Regions from separate parts of the Mus musculus genome. Here region 1 is linked to region 2. The links are chromatin contacts, called in public promoter capture Hi-C maps. All regions are on one chromosome and are shown on one strand. The core of a region is the stretch at or near the end of the contact, and the rest is flanking DNA. Distances in the headings are between cores, read along the strand shown.

Region 1 (4,430 bases), core at 257-2,756, 150 kb before region 2:
GTCAAAGGAGGGTCAGAGAAGCTTGTCTGAGGTTTGTTCAGCTCTCATAGCAAACAAGGAAGTGCAGGGTTATGAAATTACACAGAACAGGGTAAGTAGGATTTCCCAGGGACCACTAACATAAAAGAACCCAGGAGACTCGTGGGAAAAGGAAGAAGTGGGCAGCCTGGTGTGGGTCACGAACCTTTGCCTGGTCAGTAAGCCTCAGAAGGAGAGTACAACCAGATCAGGCACCAGAGGTAGCCCACCCCTTCTAGGGTGGGAGGACAACCTCTTTGCCTAGCTATGCTTGTGCTGCCAGTCCTAGATGTTCAGAGGCATCTCTTATAACCACGCTGGAGAGCTGGCTTTGCTCATCCTCCACTGCCTACTTTTTTAGTCTTTTAGTATGGGAGAGATAAAGGAGATGTATAGACATCATGGGCCTGTTTCCCACACCGTCTAGAGCTGCAGGAGCACTGTTCTGCTTGCTAAAGTTGGACACCCCAATGGCTCTGGTAACTCCACTGTCTCCTCCCATGCTGACAGCTCATTCTTTCCCTTTATTCTCTGCCCAGGTTTCATCTAGAGAGTCTGGAATCATGGGCTTAGCTATGGCCCTGGAACCACCTCTGTCCTGGAAGCTGAGTCCTGTGTCATCAGGCATGGGGTGGAGTTCTCCAGCTATCCTAACGAAGCCAGGCCAAGACTGCTTCTCTGAAGACTCTGTTCCAAAGGTGGCCACTCTATCACTGCCTGAGATCCTAAACGACAGCTTCCAGCTGACATCTGGCTTCCTTGGCCTGTTGCTGATTTCATCCTTGTACCCCGCCCTGCTCCACTGGGCGCTTGAGACTGCTGTGGGCCAAATGACTGTGTTGGCCTATGGGTGACCTGGCCTCTGGCTAGAATTGCTTCCGTCCCTTCCCTCCATCCTATGTTTCTTTCTATCTAGGACCCTCATCTTTAATACTATGGAGTAAAGAGAAGAAAAGAGCCAACCTTCAGGCAAAAGTGAGACATGTATATACTCCCAGATAGTTACCCACACCCAGAAAAGCAGCAAGGAGGCTGCCATATGTACATATGCTCCATTTCTACCACACAGTCACAATGACGCTCAGTCCACAGGCGCCTCAGGGGTGTGGACAGCAATGTTCATTTCAACTGACAAACTGGGCACATACAGATGATCATCAGAGATCATCCCAGAAAGACATAGATGCACAACAGGGGAACTGCTAAGGAGGTCAGCAGGGATACATGGATGTGTACACAGGCAAACATGCTTGCGAACATGGGCGTGCACACATACGCGCTCTCTCTCTCGGTCTCTCTCTCTCTCTCTCTCTCTCTCACACACACACACACACACACACACACACACACACACACACACACACACACATACACACAGGCATGAGCAATGGAGGGAGGGAGGGAGGGAGAGAGAAAGACTGGAGTGAAGCAAGGGCTACAGGAACAATCAAGGGCAAACAAACAAGAGGAGAATTCCTTAATCACATCAGGATGTGCAGGAGGGAGGGAGTAAGAGAGAGAGAGCAGGCTGGGGGAGGGGTGATTTTCCACACGGGGCCAGCAATGTCAGCTCTTCCTGTACGTGAGCTGGAGGCTGGAGTTCAGGTCTGTGCTGTGCTGAGCTCCGCACATCTATAAACTTGATCCTTAGCCTGAACCCTAACACCCCTCACTCTACTCTCTTTCCTAAGCCTCCAGAGCTGAATATTATTAAACTCTTTCCTCCAATGCAACATTAAAAAGAAGCATCTGGAACTCGTAGATGGAGGCACTGGGGTGGACTGGCAGGAGGGGCACCAGCAGAGTGCACTCTTGAGAGGTTGCTGTCACCTCAACACACACTGAACTAAGCGAGAGGTTATAAATCATCTCAAGGGGAAGCTCCAGCCTGGGCAGCAGGGCACGGGGGAAGGGGAGCTTTCCCTCTGCCATAGCGGCTCTTCCCGAATAGTACCTCATCTTCCAGTTGTTTTCCCTCTTGGCTTCCCATTTCCTTTCCCATGGTGTCTGGGACGGGTGCCACTGACACATATTTTCCACCCTTGAATGCCAGCAGAGGCTCTTCTTGTCCACAAAGGGCTTCCAGAAAATACTTCAGCACTGTGACCCTTTTGCAGTCAGCTGCAATAACCTACAGGGCGAGAGGGAGAGAAGAAAAACAGCATTTTCTGAGAGGGAGGATGAAGACGAGAGACATTGCTAGCTGCAGGGCACATGAGAATTGTGTCAAAGTTACTGGGGAGGGAGGTAGTATGAGCAACAAGAGTGTATGGAGGAAAGCAAAGACCAAGGTCTTCTGAAGGAAGGAAGTCGCCAGGCCTTGCTTTAGGTCATCCCTGGGGCAGCAGACACCTCAGGACCAATGCCAGGTGCCCTCAGGGCTTGTACTTTTCTTTTATTAAAGTCCTATTATGAAAAACAAAACCCAGAAAATAATTTCTTCTAAGTTTGGAATATAAGTAAGAGGACGAGGAATGCATGGCAGCAGGTTGGCTACCACAAAGTACTGCTTTCTAGCACCCCTGGCACCCTGTTCCCAGACTCCCTCCAGGACAGTCTGCAGACTGAAAGATAAGCTTTCTTGCCTGTTTCATCTTAGCTAAGTCATTCTGAACTTCTCTGGATGGTTCCTGCCTCACCTGAGAATGGGCAGGAAATTATCAGGCTGAGAGGATGGGGCAGAGCAGGTGAGTTCACCAAAGCTCTGCCCTCCACAGTTCACACTAGTTGCTCCCATGTTGCTACAGCAGCACATATACAGTGCTGATTTAGCTGTTATATGAAGTATTATCCTGATCAGCTGTCAAGTCTGTCAGGGTCTCAGATGATGTGTCCTCAGTCACCTAGACTGGAATCCTCTCCACAAGACCACATATGCATGCCGTCACCTCTATTTGTGCCCATGTGTGCATTGTCCTCTTCCTTGCTATCTGTACCCTTCTCTTATTCGTTGGATTCTGGGGCCCTATCATGCCTATTGACTGGATGGTTGTCAACGAGGAGGTCCCTGCTTGATGTGCATCTAAGAAGCAGAGGACATTTTCTACACCATATTGGCCAGATATGACACAGAACAGCCCTTTAATCATCAGTGATTCCAAGACATGTTAAATGACCAAGACTCATTGTAAATTTTTATTTTATGTGCATGGGTGTTTTGCCTGCATGTATGTTTGTGTACCATCAATATGCCTGGTACACAAGGAATCCAGAACATATCATCAGATCCCCTGGAACTGGAGTTACGGATGGTTGTGAGCTGTGGATGCTGGGAATGGAACCCGGGTTTTCTGGAAGAGCAGCTAGTGTTCTTACCTGGTAAGTCATATCTCTAGCCCTACCCAATCACCCTCAGAGCCACTTTCCAGCCTCATTTCTGACTGCGAAGGGCAGGTGAAGGACTGATGTGGACGCTGGACTGTCAGGGCTCATCATTCCACTGTTGTACAGCTAACTCCTCCATGCAGAAGGCAAGCCCTCTAGTGCCAAAGATCACATCTTGTATTTCCCTAGCAAGGTGCTGTAAGAATCAAGTGACACACTACAGGCTCATGGAAAAGACTGGTAGGTGGAGAGAAACTCACTAGGACCACAGCAACAGGTGGTACAGGATGAGCCACGTCTTCTAAGACAAGGTGCAACGAGTCACCACTCTGCCAGGGAGAGTGCATACATACCAGACATCTGTGCCACAATTTCATTCTCTGCCATCTTTTACCCTGCCCAGATGGTACTTACCTATGGCTATTGCCACCGGAAGGTAAAATATTAGGCTAAGTATCTGACCACCACCGTCTAAGAGGCTTCCCTGAAGAGGCTTAGAGCCTCTAGAGCTTAAGGGGGCTGCTCCTGGATCTCTGAAGGGGTAAGGACAGGTAGCCTTGGCTCCATCCTGTGTATTCAAGCATGTGATGAGGAAGGTTAGAAATACAGAAGCAGGGGCTAAAAGGCATTAAAGAACAGAGCTGAAATGAGTAATAGCCTGGCAGGCAGCACGCACAGTGGCCTCCCTGCATCCCCAGTCTCTCACTTGCAGAGGAAACTTCTGCATTTCCACAAGACTGCCAGTTTCCTCTCTGTGGTCTAATTTTAACCACCTTGTCGTTACAGTGTGTGTCAGCCACCTGACCCTACTATGACCTCTGACCTTATGCCCCAGCTACTGCTCGCACTATAGAGAATTATGTAATGGATCCAGGACTTTCCTTTTTGGCATGAGACTGCTGCCACTGAATGGGTTGGGGGAGGAGGAAAAGGAGTAAGGAGAGGAGAGAGGATTTTGCAATGGTCCTTGGCACACCTGGATGGTGAAAGGGCTACAGGAGCCCCAGTTCAATCTATAGCAGAAACCTGCACAGGAGAAGACAGTGTCTCATGGTTATATGTTTGGACAAGTAGGAAGAAACACCGTT
Region 2 (4,369 bases), core at 952-3,451:
CTAGCCCTTATGAAAGGTGGATTTCCTTTGTACAACTGTTCTGTCAAGCAGAGGGTCTGCCACGTCATACATTCTGCTTGAGTAAAAGACTTAAAAGTAACTTGGACGAGAGAACAAATTGTTCTTCCCAAAAGTCTTAGAACTTCTCAACCATAGTCACCTCCCATATATTATTAATGGCATGAAGAAGCTCATGCCTATAGGTTAAACTGTTAGTGCCAGGTAGACAGCTGTAGTTCTCAATTCCCCCAAGACACCTAGGTGTCACTTCCTCTATTTCCTGCAATTCGGGAATATTAATAACATAAAGTATGTATATGCTAGGTATAGTGGTCCATACCTGTCATCCTAGTACTCAGGAGGTGGTGTAGGAGTATTTCTTGAAACAAGCCTGGGCTACAGAATGAGATGCAGTCTCAAAAAACAGAAACCAAACCAAACCAAAAGCAAACATGAAGGATCATGAAATGAAAGCCAGTCTGACTCTGCCCAATTCTAACTCCTAGATGTTCCCTTAGAGCAAGCAACATGAACACACACACACTCACAAAGTGTCTCTTGGGTGCCCTCTTGCTGCTACTAGGGCTCTTCCGCAGGACTGAAATGGAGTCATACTCTATGAACAAATAGAGAAGGGAAAAGAAAAGGCCAGGGCACAGAAAAGGGAAGTTATTCCAATGGTGGCCAATGAGTAATATCCAGTGATTTATAGGAAATATAATCCAATAATATAGTAAAATAAAACAGTGTGCCTGAGATGGTTTTGATTTCAAAAATTATAAATCATATTTTTAAAAAGAGTGGGGGCACCGAGTGGAAGTCCAGATTGGAATAAATTGGGCACAGATGGGGGATGCAAAGAGGTTTCCATGATGCCCTACCACAAATGTTGCTTCAGTTACTTGTCCTCGAGAAACTAGTTTTATTTCCTTAAGTTACATTTTTTTTTTAAATTAAAGTTCTTGAAGTACTTGTGGTTAAATTCAACAATTTACCTTTTAGCTTCTTACCAGCTACCCAAATGGCTACTGAAGTATTAAATACTGAGATACAGGAAGAAGGCCTTTTCTCCTTTTAGGCTCTGAATGCTACAGACATTGTGACATCACTCGAGGAACCAGCCATTTAGCTACCAACTTTGAAGATTAGCCAAGCAAGGCACACAGCTTTCCTAGAGCCATGGCCTTCAACTTCTTGCATTCAACATACATGCATTCAATAAATACCTGTGTCTAATGAATACCAGCCTAAGGACCCCCAAATATCCCATCCTGACCTCAAATGTAGCTGTCTCCAATCATCTCGTAGAGAGTGCTAGGATTCCAAGCTGACTCTAATACCACAGGGGTAGGATCTTGCATAGGGCTCATGATCAAGGAAGTTAGTATCTCCAAAACCTAATGCAGGGGAGGACACCATTCTCTCTACCACAGTTTTGCCCCCCTACTTTGTCTCCTACCATATCCAAAGCTTGTAAATATTTCAAGTCTACAATAAAAGCTTATTTAAAAAGTAAATACCATAAAATGTTAGCAAGCACATTATGTATACCCTGGCCTACTGTAGTAGAAGGTAGTTCTTGAAAAGGGAACACAAAACACAAGAATGACCTATGATAGTACTGCAGGACTGGGGGCCATCAGCAAAGAACACACTTTTTAAGGAAGCTCTGTTGCTCTCCAAATCATAATTCTGACCCCACATCTATGGAAATGGCTCTGACAAGGACAAAGGATCTAACATCTTTCTGGGCTACAAGATCACCTCTGCTTCAGGCTGGAATGCTCTTCTCCAGAGAATCCAGGAACTGACATATGTAAACACCCACCCAGAAGGACATATCCAAGAGGGAATGGAAAGAAAAATGATGGTCCAGATGTTCTGTAACTTGCAATGACTGCCAAATCACCGTGGACCCAAAGCACCTGGGAGGCCAGGCTGTGTCAGGCCTTACTTCCTGGTTTCAGACAGCCAGGGTCCTGTGGCTAGGTGGTGACTGTGACAGCCTGCAGACTAGATGGGAGAGAACCCGTTAGAAGGGCACCAGCTGACAGAACTTGGGGGCTGAACACACAGAGCTTGATTTATCACTTCCTTACTCATAAAAATGTGATTCAAAGTGCTGCTGATTAGTGAAGGACTTAAATCGTTACCCTCTCCCCAGCCCTCTTCTCTCTCCACCCCCGGCACAGATGCTGCTACTCAGCCACAACACCCCCTTCTTGCCACTGTCCGTGCAAGCACAGCACAGGGGCCCAGAGAAGATGACTCATGTGCTGGGAAATGGAAAAGTGCATCTTCCCACCAACCAGCCCTGCTGAGTGCTCTGTTCACCCCTATCCCAATGGCAGCCCACACAGTGGGGTCTGGATGGCCGCCTCAGCTGCACACCGGGTACTTGGCAGCACGTCCGCAGAGCTCTGTGTCCCAGTTGAGTGTTATATCCTGTGGCCTGGGTTGTTTTTCCCTGAACCACCCTTGGAGCCTGTGACCACCTCAGCTCAGGCTCCTCTTGCCTCATGGAGGTGAGAGCCAGGGCAAGGGCAGTACAGGGAGTGGGGCTATAGGCCTTTACTTGTCATTCCTGACTAGAGGATCCACCTCATGACCAACTACAGAAAAGTGCTACAAAAGTATCTTGGCCTCAAATACGCAAGAGTCCTCTATCCTTTATCTTCCTTTCACCCATATTTTCTTTCTTTTTTTCTTTTATTGGATATTTTCTTTATTTATATTTCAAATTTTACCCCCTTCCTAGGTCTCCCCCTGCCCCCTAGAAATCTCCTATCCCATTCTCTCTCCCCCCTGCCTCTATAAGGGTGCTCCCCTACCCACCCACCAACTCCCACCTTTCCGCCCTGGCATTCCCCTACACTGGGATATCGAACCCCCTCAGGCCCAAGGGCTGTTCCTCCCACTGATATCAAACACCCTTATTTTCTTAACCTTTACTTAACAGCTACAAGAAAAAGACTCACTGGTGGTCTATGAAAGTCTAGGGTACTCCTTTCCACCAAAAGTGTTGAAACCAGGTTCTTTATATTCACATCTATAGAGACCATATGTCAGTTGTTGCTGAACTGTGTGTCCCAGCTCTCCAGCTCACACGGCAGTGGTGGCTTGGGTAGGAAAGCAGAAAATGAATACAGGGGCAACTGGAGGCCCTACTTACAGAGCCCATTGAGCAGACAGTGTTACTATGTAGTTCTGGCTAGTCAGGAACTCGATAAGTAGACCAAAATTAAAGGCATGTGCCACCACACCCTGAGAGCTTCATTCTTGGTAGCAAAATTTCCCTCCCTTTAGGACTGCACAGCCTCACTAGGGCAGCATTTTACAAACTTATTTATTTCCTTCTCCTTAGAAATCAGTGCTGTCCCTTAAGGCTCCAGGCCTCTGGCAACCCCACCTCAGCAAACAGCCACCTCAGCAAAAAATTGGCTAAGTTGTGAAGGCTCCTAAGCCTCTGTATCTTGCCCATTGCTGAACATTTTGGATGCTGTATAAGTCAACCTGATGAGGAAATGTCTTCCAGGACTGATATGATTGAAAACCCAGGCAGACCAGCTAAGAAGCTCCTCAAATCCCAAGAGAAGCCCTGTCCATAGGGAAAGTTCGGCAGGCTCACTCATTACGGAAGTTCCCTAGCAGCAGCAAGTTGAACATAGATCCTAATATGGACAGGAAGGGAAGCAGATCAAGTGCAGGTGAGAGGAGAAATTTCTGAGAAAAGGTGAACTGAAGAGCCAGTGGCACTGTCCAGAGACATTACATCTGCTTTGTGACACAGTCTCCATGGGGCAATTCCTACTTCCTGGCACTGCAGATAAGAATCTGAGCAAACATTCCCTGTTGATGCTCTGGAATGACTCCTTGGCAACATGGTGTAAAGAAACACAAAATAATGTCACTCAGACTACATATTTCTACCAAGTCAAACCACATCAGCCTTACCTAAGTGAGGAAGAGGGAGGGGAAGGGATCCTAGAAACATCCTTCAAATGCAGCATGGTCATCAGAACATTTTAAAATTCTGCCAATCTGCCCTTCCCTCCTGGCCTCCCGCCTCATACGGGGGTGTGGGGAGAAGTGTTCAGAAAAACACTTCAGAACGCATACCAGTACACTGGCCAGATTCTGGGCCTGGTGGGTTTTGTGCTTCCAGATTTGAGTCACCAAAGCTCATCAATTCTCTGTTCTTACTCTCTGGCAGGGTCCCATAAGGGATATCCCATAGGGAACTAGACTTTTCCATATTGAACAAACAGGGTACACGAGTCCAGAAACAGCAATGCCTAATCCCTGCCAAGCATACGGTCTCTGGAATGAAACATTTCAGCAATGCCTCTCTCTTGGGAGAAGTCCTGGG

Evidence for each region. Capture Hi-C pulls out chosen DNA fragments and counts their contacts.
Region 1: a promoter capture Hi-C map of adipose tissue shows a contact between it and region 2. The contact joins two enhancer-like sites. A contact is called at or near these places in 1 of 15 datasets of contacts at CTCF or cohesin (the NIH/3T3 cell line), 22 of 484 Hi-C or Micro-C datasets (the 3T3-L1 cell line, the HPC-7 cell line, bone marrow-derived macrophages and 12 more), 10 of 115 datasets of contacts at active chromatin or transcription factors (the HPC-7 cell line, astrocytes, double positive thymocytes and 5 more) and 3 of 9 other capture datasets (adipose tissue, liver and pancreatic islet).

Annotation. Positions count from the first base shown.
Region 1 is chr11:75,136,912-75,141,341 of GRCm38.p6, reverse strand. It overlaps Smg6 (Smg-6 homolog, nonsense mediated mRNA decay factor (C. elegans)), which reads right to left. Exons shown (of 19, transcript NM_001002764.2): 14 at 1,973-2,149. Among named protein-coding and RNA genes, the nearest start is that of Gm51907, 7.3 kb to the right of the region's middle. Within about 2 kb of position 1,506, at least 77 of the 459 cell types and tissues checked have an H3K27ac peak or open chromatin away from gene starts, as enhancers often do. A contact at or near this core is called in the NIH/3T3 cell line, adipose tissue, heart atrium and 1 more, where this site is marked.
Region 2 is chr11:74,990,528-74,994,896 of GRCm38.p6, reverse strand. The region is part of intron 10 of Smg6 (Smg-6 homolog, nonsense mediated mRNA decay factor (C. elegans)); the gene reads right to left. Among named protein-coding and RNA genes, the nearest start is that of Srr, 67 kb to the right of the region's middle. Within about 2 kb of position 2,201, at least 76 of the 459 cell types and tissues checked have an H3K27ac peak or open chromatin away from gene starts, as enhancers often do. A contact at or near this core is called in the NIH/3T3 cell line, adipose tissue, heart atrium and 1 more, where this site is marked.